Linked DNA regions of Anas platyrhynchos: region 2 is linked to region 1. A link is a contact called in public Hi-C data. All regions are on one chromosome and are shown on one strand. The core of a region is the stretch at or near the end of the contact, and the rest is flanking DNA. Distances in the headings are between cores, read along the strand shown.

Region 1 (4,935 bases), core at 316-2,815:
TCCTATTCTCCAGTACATAAATGCAAAATAGCTTACCATAAGCTATACTGTTCTCATTAGCTGGTAGGTCAATTGGTAGTTACTGCACAGTGACTTGTGCTGGTATTTTCTTACCTTGTATCGTGTGCTTGCTTTATCTGCTTGTATCCAAGCAGTGGAAGCACTTTATGTGCAGGAGGCTATAATGAAGCGGTATGGGAACAGCTGCACCAAATCTGCTGGAAAAAGTCTCCATATGCTATTTTTACTGTGAGAATTGGCAGTCCAGAACAATTATTCTGACATTATCTAAGTTCATCTAATTTTAAGACGAAAGCCTGCTGTCTGACTGATGTCCTTAATCAAATTGAAGGACTCAGTAACATGTTTTCTCCGTGTTTAAGAGCTTTCAGTCACTGGTCAAAAATAAGCCGATAAAAGGCTACAAAAAAATGCAACAACTTCCAGACTGATTGATGACAAACAAAAAAAGATGACAGTTTGGGTAGGCATGGGAGGTGTGCTTTTGTGTATCACCATTTTAAAACAAGAAAATGAATTGAGGAAATATAATATTGTTATTAAATAGGAATGGCATTGCTTCATCGTCTGTAGCCATGCTGCAGCGTGCTTTGGGCATGCTATTGAGGGAATAACAATCTATGGTAAAAAAAAATAATATAAAAATGAACATGTTTGTAACATTGGTATGCTTTTTGATTTTTTTTTTTTTTCCGAGTAGTTTTAAAAAAAGGCGATGGATGCAGCAAACACGACTTATCTCACGTAAACCATTAAATTTTACTTACGGAAACCAAACCCTGAAATTAAACACGTTATCTCGTCCAAATAAAGAGTTTACGAGAGGGATCCAGCCGGCAGCGGGAGGAACGCAGCCATCCGAGGCACCGCAGCCGCTTCGTGCCCTCCGCACGCCCTGCCCTGACCAGCGGAGCTCGACGGCACCCGGCACAGCCTCGCACCCTGCCTGCCCGAGAGCCCCCAACGCCTCCGGGCACCGCCTCCCCATCTCATCCTATTCCCATCCCAGCGCCCCGAGGTCGGCTTCACCCCCACAGCCCGAGCAGCGGCCCAACGGCCGCACCGCCCGCGCGCGATGTCCGTTAAACGGCCGCCTCCCCCCCCCCCCCCGCGCGGTACCTGAACCCCGCGCCGCTCCCGCTGGCGCCGCGCGGCCGCTTTAAGGGTTACGGGGCGGCGGCGCATGCGCGGCGCACCCACTCCCCCCCACCACACACACACACAGCGCCGGGCGCACGCGCGCCTGCCGGGGGCTCTCCCCGCCCCTCTCCCCCCCTCCCCTCCCCTCCCCTCCCCTCCGGGCGCCGCGCACGTGACCCCGCGGAGCGCGCCCCGCCGCGCCGAGACTTTGTTTAGCGGAGGGGCGCGCGCGGCCCCGAGAGGGGGCGTGGCCGCGCGGGGGAGCCCAGCCCCCGCCCCGGCCGCCCAGCGGTTGGCTCCGCCAAGCGGCGCTGCCGCCGCCTAACGGCCGCCGCGGCCACGCCCCCCCTCCCCGCGGTGGCCCCGCCCACCCCCCGTGGCCCCGCCCCCTCCGCCCCGCTCCGCTCCGCTCCCCGCCCGCTGCCGCCGCTGCCAGCGCAGCCTGAACTGAAGCGAACTCGGGAGCGAACTGGGGAGAAGTGAGGAGGCGGCGGCGGGGCTGACGCGCACCAGCCACAGGCGGCGGCGGCGGCGGGGAGGAGGAGGACGACGACCAAGAGGACTCGCCCGGCGGCGGCGGCGGCAGCGGCGGAGAGACCCCGGCGGCTGCTCCCGGGAAGCGGCGGCCGCGGCAGCCCGCCCCGCTCGTCCCCTCCCTCCCTCCGCCCGCCCTCCCCCGCCGCGGAGCCGGGGGGCAGCGCCGAGGAGCGGAGCCGGGCGGAGCGGCAGCGGCAGCAGCAGCAGCGGGAGGAGGAGGAGGAGGAGGAGGAGGCGGAGGGGGGGACGCAGCCCGGGCCGCGCCGGCCGAGGGCGCAGGGAGCGGCGGCGGCAGCAGCGGCAGGAGGCGGCGGCGGCGGGGCCCCGCGGCCGGGGCTGCCCTGCCCGCGAGTTTCCTCTTTTTCTCTCGGCTCTCCCCTCGCGGCGGCGGCTGAGCCTCGGCCCCCGGCGCCGAGCCGTCCTCCTCCTCCTCCTCCTCCTCCTTCCTCGCGGGAGCTCCCCTGCCCGCCCCCTCCCCTCCCCTCCCCTCCCTCCCCTCCCCCGCGCTCCCTGCCGGCCCGCCCGCTCCCCGCCGGGCGCCCCGTGCCGGTGCCGCCGCCGCCGCTGCCGCCGCCTCGCTCGGCGGAGCTGCTGCGGGCGCCCGCCCTGCGCCGTGGAATATGGTTGGGGAAATGGAAACCAAGGAGAAGCCCAAGCCGAGCCCCGATTACCTGATGCAGCTGATGAACGACAAGAAGCTGATGAGCAGCCTGCCCAACTTCTGCGGGATCTTCAACCACCTCGAGCGGCTGCTGGACGAAGGTAAAGCCCGGCCCCCGCCGCCCCGCGCCCCCCGCCGCCGCCCCGCTCGCTGCCAGCCCCACACAAAGGGGAAGTGCGGCGCTGCCCGCCCGCGGCGCTCCCCGCGGCTGTGCCTCGACAAAAACACCCTTCATTTATGAGTATTATTTTTTTGAATTTCTATTTTTTTAATATTTTTTTTCTCCGGCCTCCCGCCCGGGGAAGGGTGCCCGCCGCGTGGAGGGGAGGGAGCGAGGAGAGGCGCTGAGGAATGCACGGGGGGGGGAGGAGGAGGAGGAGGAGGAGGAGGAGGAAGGCTCCCAGGCCCCCTTCCCTTCCCCCCCCTCCCCACCCCGTCCCGTCCCCAGCGCCACCCCACCCCGGGCGGCCGAGCAGTAGTTGTAGCTGGATCCCCTCCCCGGGTACGGGAACTTCCCCCGCCGGGGCTGCTCCGTGGGACGGCCGCTGCCTCTCGGGGCCCCCCCGGCCCGGCCAGGCCCCTGCGCTGTGGGGCCGGGGGGTGGGGGCTGTGCGGGCTCGCCCCGTGTCCCGCAGGGCCTCCCTCCCTCCCTCCCGACCTGCCGTGGCGAAATAGGGCTCTGCCTTGGGGCGCACTCAGCCCAAGTTTGCCTCTTTCTTTTTTGTTAAAAGCCTTCCCCTTTCTGCCCACCTTAAACGTGAGGCTTTCTGGAGAGTTAGGCGTGTTTAACCACCTCTGGTAGGCTTGCAAAAATACACCAAAGCCAGAAAGTGTTTGTGCAGCCCCAACTCCTCCAGGTCCTCAGCGAAAGGCTGAACCCGAGATCCCGAGTCAGGGCTCCCGTCCGCAGACATATTCCTCCTCCTCCTCCTCCTCGGTAAAAAGAAGTTTGGGAAGTTGTTGACCTCGGAAGATGGAAGAGCTGGTTATATTTGGTAGAGCGACTCCCCGCCCTCTCCCAAGACTGTAGAAGAGAGATAGTGGCTGTAGTACAACAAAAAAATAGCATATCGAGAAAATGCTGCCTTCTGAAATAAGTGATAGAGGAGTACAAAAAACAAACCAAGCGACCAAGCGGTGAAGAATTATGAAAAACGGACTCCGGGAAGTGATACAATGGGAGATTGTTTTTCCTTTTCTGAGAATCCTTTCTTTTTTATTGAGAATTTTGGTAGGTGTGAATCGATAGCTGAGCAAATATGGATGTGAAAAGTAAAACAACTTAGGAATTGTGTTCTTGGGCTCCATAGAAAATGACCTCTGCAGAGTAATTAGAATTATAGTTAATATCAAGATGAAAGTTGACTGGGAAGACCTTTTTTTTTTTTTTTTTTTCTCCCCAAACGAATATTTCAGGGACTTGACGTTGGATTTTTCATCTCCTCAATCTCTTCAGCTTTGTATGTTTGACCAGAGGAGGCCCAAAACTTTTTTTTTTTTCTGTCACAGAACAAAAGAGAGAAAAACATATCCCATACAAAAAGGACGCTGAAAAGGAATGTCTGTAATCCTTGCATCTGTTGAGATTATTCTGTTTTTAATACCGAAAGCTCTGGAAGCCTGTTCCGGGAAGTGTTAGAATCCCAAAATGAGGGCTGTGGAGACTCCTGCTGAAAAAGTTGTTTAAGGGCTGTGTTGAAGCTGCTCTTCACACTCTTCTCGAAAAAGAAACCAAAAACTCCGTTCCTAAATAGTCTCAGGAAGAATTCTGCTATCCCTTTAAGCTTCTTTGCTTTTCCTGTTTACGTTGGCAGTGGGGTGGAAGTATTGTGGAGGCAGAAAACTTTTTGGAATGCTGAAAAAAAAAAAAAAATGTTTCATGCAAATCTGGTGAATTGCTCCCGGACTGCGAGGTTCGGGCGCTAGGGGGCGGCAGGTATTTTTTTCTGAGACACGAGGCCCCCGCGCAGCGCTGCGAGCTGGAGCAGAGCAATGAACTCGCCTGGCAGCAGGCAGCAGGGAACGACAAATATCCGTGGATTTGCGCGGATTTCTCTGCTGGCATGGGCTTGTAGCGCTCACATGCGTGCAGGTCGTGTTATGTAGGTGGGGTAGTCGATAGGGATGCACAGCTGAGGGGTCCGAGCGGCTGTTGTTCTGCGAGACACCCACCCTAGCTGCCGGGGGGCACCGAGTTGGGGAGCCTCAGCTCGATGCTGCCTTGACATTCTCCAGAAGAGTTCCCCAGCGTGGCTCAGAGCACTGACGTGGAAGTGTGACATTTAATATTTTCATCATGGAGCTCATGAGAACACACAGTATTAGGGGCAGGTGTCTGTGTGCGTTGGTTGCATGTGTGTAGAAAGTTAGTGCTCGCGTTCCCCTCGCCCCCGGTCTGGTTTTTACTGCTTCTTGTTCAACGTCTTGTGCCTTTGGGTGTCTTCCTTTATTTTTCACTCACTGTATGGCCATCTTCCTGGAGATTCAGCTTGTGCTTGAGAAATGTAACATTTCTAGATAACTGTCAGACTGCGAGCCTTGGCATCCCATTTTCTACTGGTCTAACTGAAGAAATA
Region 2 (4,709 bases), core at 266-2,765, 110 kb before region 1:
ATGACCAAATTTACATTCTAGTTTATTTTATGATTGCTACAACTACAGAAGATGCGTTAATATGTGGCTGAGGCAGCTTCTATCAATTTCTAAACGCAAGCATTAAAAAAAACAGAGCATCCTGAGCTATGGTCTGTTCACCAACTTAGCTATCAATAACTTTTAACAAAAAAGTCATTCTTATATTAGCATGTATAAGTTCAAGTAAGAAATCCAAATTTACAGAAGAACGCTTGTTGTGATATATATACAGGTGTGTATATGTATCACTCTATGCATCTCCTAGCATACGACACCTTTAAGAACTGGGGACCAGACTAAGGGCAAGTGAGCAAGAGAAGTAGCAAAGGGGACTGGAACATGTGAACCTAGTGGGAATAAAGGTATAGCATGGGCTTTGGCTGCAAATGCAGGATGTGTAAATCTGTAAGTCTTCTCACATGTTTTAAAGTGAGGAGAAAAATACAGATAAAAAGTGTAGAAATACCTTACACCATTAATTAAACACACAGCCTATCCTAGAGATTTTAAGTGAATGCTTACATATATTGAAAGTAACGCATTTATTTTTAAGAGTTTAAAACTAGAGAAACCCAAAGAAACATGATGTCACTGTTATATTATTCAGACATTTAATAACACATCTAATTATGAATCTTTCATCTGAATTGCAGAAAACATTCACAAATATTCAGTCCAATAATAATTGACTGAGTTTGGACAGAATACATATAACAAAAAATCAAAATCAACAGAATTAATTTTAAGCACATCTACAATACAGCTGTAACTATGAATTTACAACTAGCATATCCACAGTAATGCTAATTACTATGTATAATATCTAATTCCATGGGGATATTATTTTGACAAATATGAAATGAAATAAACAGGAAAGTGAAACTGTCCCAATTAATTTAAAACTGCTAAGCTGGTGTTAAATATCCACAGCATTTCCATTGTGAACAGGCTATTTAATGAGGCATATTAACATATTACATATGGATCTTTCAATTAATTTGTTTTAGCAATATACGGCATTTAGGTTAAAAGCACAGTATGTGGAATAAATCAGACATATACTAGAAGTATTAAGGACTGGTCACTGTTATATGTCAAAATGCAGATATGTGTGGCAAGATACAAACAGAAGGATCTCTCAGGGAATCAATTCCTGGCTAGATTTTAGTCAATGTTTAGACTGATGATACAAGTAGTGTTATAAAACCTTTGGTGATCACATTGTCTGGTAATGTTAGTCAAAATTACCCTAATCAACAGATCATAGGGAAATACATTTGTTTTAAGGTAGCTAGGTGCAAAATAGTAAACCCAGAAACCAAGTATACACTTTGTACTTACTACATAACAGAGATTGTCTTTGAAAACAGTGACTTGTAAAGAACACAAGGTCATTGAAGATAACTGCCTGAACAGGAATTCGTAGTACAGTGTTACGGTTAAATGAGATAATACAATGTTTACAAGAAGACTATCAAGTAGAAATAGATGATGTCTGTGCACATACCACTATAAAGTGTTGTGACTGTGCTGTGCTCAAATCTGATATTCACACTTCAAGAAGAATGTGAAGTATTGGAAAGATTTTGGAGTGTTCTAGGATGAGAAAAGATGCTCTCAAACTTGAAGCTTAGAGGCTTCAGTTCAGTCATTTGTATACTATGCAAGTTGTTGAATGAAAACTTAATCATCTGACAAAGATAGCTACTCATGACCAAAACTTTAAAATATATATATAGCAACTCTTAATAGATCTTAATTTTGCCAACAGAAAAATACTACTGTTTCCAAAGATAAAAGGTGTTAGCTTAAAGCTTTGCATTAAGCTCTGGTTGCAAGTGTAATTGTTATGTCCTTGAACAATTTACGTATCATGTTAAAAACTTCACTATAGTCTTTAAGGTAGGACTAGATAGATCCAGTAGACTTTTTAAGCCAGTTCTTAGGGGGAAGAATTAACTTATAGCCTTATATTCTATGCTTATATCCATATTAGCAGATAAAGTATCCAGATCTGGTTGTCTAGTGGCTCAGGATTTGTGCCTGGATGCATGCTAACAATTAAACAGTATGGGCAGTACTCGAGCAGTGTTTGGCCTATGCTTCAGCCCTGGTTGTAAATTAGAACAGCTGTAGACTGATTTTTGGTTGGTTGGTTTTGTTGTTTGTTTGATGTGGGAGAGATGCACCAAACAGCCAGAAAACATCTTGATCAATAGCTCTCAGTTTTGTTGAATTGCACAACAAAATTTGTAATTGTGCATATGAGGTGAAATAAAAGATCACTTTGCTAACAGTTGAATAGTCCTAGACCCCAAAACCTTAAAAAGCAACAAACTTTATAAACTAATAAGTCTTTGTAAGTTCTATAGTTACTAAGCAATATAAAGTAGATAATCTTTCTACTATGCCACAAATTTGGAAATAGGTTTTGAGATTTCAGAAGAGTTACTGATATTTTAATTCAGTATTTCAAAAGACTCTTCTGTTACTAACTATGCAATCAGGAGAAGATCATACAGGCAAGTTTGGTAGAAATGATGACAGTGAGTTGCTGAATATGATAAGATTCATAGATTTCAAAGCCAAAGAGATAAGCAAACCATCAGCTGTCTTGTAGGCTAACTTGTGTTTGAATAAAATGCATTTCTTATTGAAAATGAGAAAGCTCAAATGTTGGCTGAATTTTTGCTTCAACAAAGGCATCCATGCCATATTTGAAGCCTGCTTGGCTGTAGAGATCAGATATTCTTACTGTTGAAATTGCATGAGTTTGCAATTTGAATTTGGTGCTTAGCATCTTGTTCTAGTGACATCCCTCTTTGTAAGATCAAAGAGCTCTTTAGTAGATTATATTTCCTTCCCACAAAGATATTTATGCACTGTAATGCATACTTCTCAGTTTTCTTTCTAAACAGATAAAACATGTTGAACTCCTGAAGTTTCATATTGTATGGTGTTTTCTTAGGCCTTCATGCCTTGGGATTCTTTGCTGTACCTCTGGCAATTTTTCAACATTTTTTTCTAACATGACAAAATCAATACAAATACTCTTTCTCTCACTGCACTTTTTGATACTCCATAAGTAAGTACTAGCATCTTTGCAGTGGAGAAATACATTGCCCATGAAGCCAAAGGTACAAAGCTTTACTTTGAATTTAAGTATTTTCACATAATATTTCATTCAAAGAAAAAAAAAAAGGCAAGAGAAAAATCCATATAGGAGAATGTGAGATGAAACAAAAAAAATAAAAAAGACTGGAATAAACAGTAGATCAGAAGATGCCAAGGAGAGTCAATCAAAACAATAGCAAATAATCTGATGTAATCAGTGACTAGAGGCTGCTGATTTGATTTTGTTCAGGTTGACTCCTTCCTGCAGGTTCTTTCAAGCCTGGTGGAAAGAAAATCCTATATCCAAGCCAGGAAGATAAATGCTCTCCATTGTAGGGTTTGAGATCCATAGACTCCTTTGGCCCTACAGGGCAAACGTTAGAAAGATACACTCGCTGCCCAAAAGACCTCACAGTCTAAAGTTTAATTCTACCATTAGCAGGTGGAAGAACACAGATGAACAGAGGAAGAAGAAGAAAGAAATGAAATAGCTCTGTTCAGTATGAAAAATGGAAGTAAACAACTGCTAAACAGCTGTCTAGCAGTTGTGCATGTGAGGGTTTGAAGGGGGAGAACTGTGCTGTGTTTTTTTTTCTTCTCTGGAAGAAAACAAGTAAGAAAACAGAGCTCACCTATACTATGGAGAACACCCTGTGTCTCTAAATATGCTTGGCCTCCCATAAGGCTCAAGAGCAACTGTACATACATCTAGAAGTTCATAATAAACTGTCCAGCTCAACCGTTTGGCCAAACTTTAGTTCAGAAGATGATAGCATTAATATTTGTTATTTACAGCCTTTATAGCTTTTTTTTTTTTTTCTTAATAATGGATATCAGAGCTGTTTTATCACTTCTTACTGTGAACTTGTGATGATTGTAATATAATCATCTGAAGTTATTACGGTATTTCAGTGGATGATCTCTAACTGTTTTTAAAAGGTAATATTGACCTACTTCAAGAGTTGTATGAAGGAATTGAGTCTGAGATAAATATACCCACCTAACTGACAGTGCCAAGAATACATCTTTTATGTACTCCAACCACTAAATTATTCTGTTGTTATTACATCTACCACCCTAAATTTCTCCTAAAAGCAACAGGTACAATATGGAGTAATTTTATTTCATAGTAGCCTGAAATAGTACATCCTGTGCTTTTAGATGGTGTTTGCAATTTACCGCAGGAACATCTCTTTTGTAGTGCTAGAAGTCTGAAAGTCTTACAGTTATTTACAATGACAGAATGTCTAGTAAGATAAACAGAATGACAATGTTTAAGATAAATGGCAGGAAAAATGAATATGTTAATCTTTTCAGACAAAAATGTATTTGTTTTATCTGAAAACTGAATTACAGTTGATTTTGGTCTTCCCTACTTAAAGGATTTATACCCCAACATCTCAAATGGAAGCCACAGTTTAGAAAGGTGGCTTTTTTTTTTTTTTAATGAAATCTGTGGATTGAATTACAGTATGTTACCCCAGTTTAATCAAAACACATATTAGATCAAAGCATATTAGCAATTCAATTGATTTCCTATTTTTCTGTATAGCTGTATATATATTTTAGCTGTT

What was found. Hi-C and Micro-C count contacts between places; a contact is called where the count stands out from the background.
Region 2: a contact with region 1 is called in a Hi-C map of small yellow follicle, with 2.6 times the contacts expected there. The contact joins the enhancer-like site here to the promoter of QKI in region 1. A contact is called at or near these places in 2 of 8 Hi-C or Micro-C datasets (liver and small yellow follicle).

The regions. Positions count from the first base shown.
Region 1 is chr3:49,092,183-49,097,117 of IASCAAS_PekinDuck_T2T, reverse strand. QKI (QKI, KH domain containing RNA binding) reads left to right here and starts at 1,565. Exons shown (of 26, transcript XM_072035867.1): 1 at 1,565-2,460. The coding sequence starts at 2,319.
Region 2 is chr3:49,198,362-49,203,070 of IASCAAS_PekinDuck_T2T, reverse strand. The region is part of intron 4 of PACRG (parkin coregulated); the gene reads left to right. All of the region lies in intron 2 of LOC106018737 (a long non-coding RNA gene), which reads right to left. Among named protein-coding and RNA genes, the nearest start is that of QKI, 110 kb to the right of the region's middle. Within about 2 kb of position 1,515, at least 3 of the 8 cell types and tissues checked have an H3K27ac peak or open chromatin away from gene starts, as enhancers often do. A contact at or near this core is called in small yellow follicle, where this site is marked.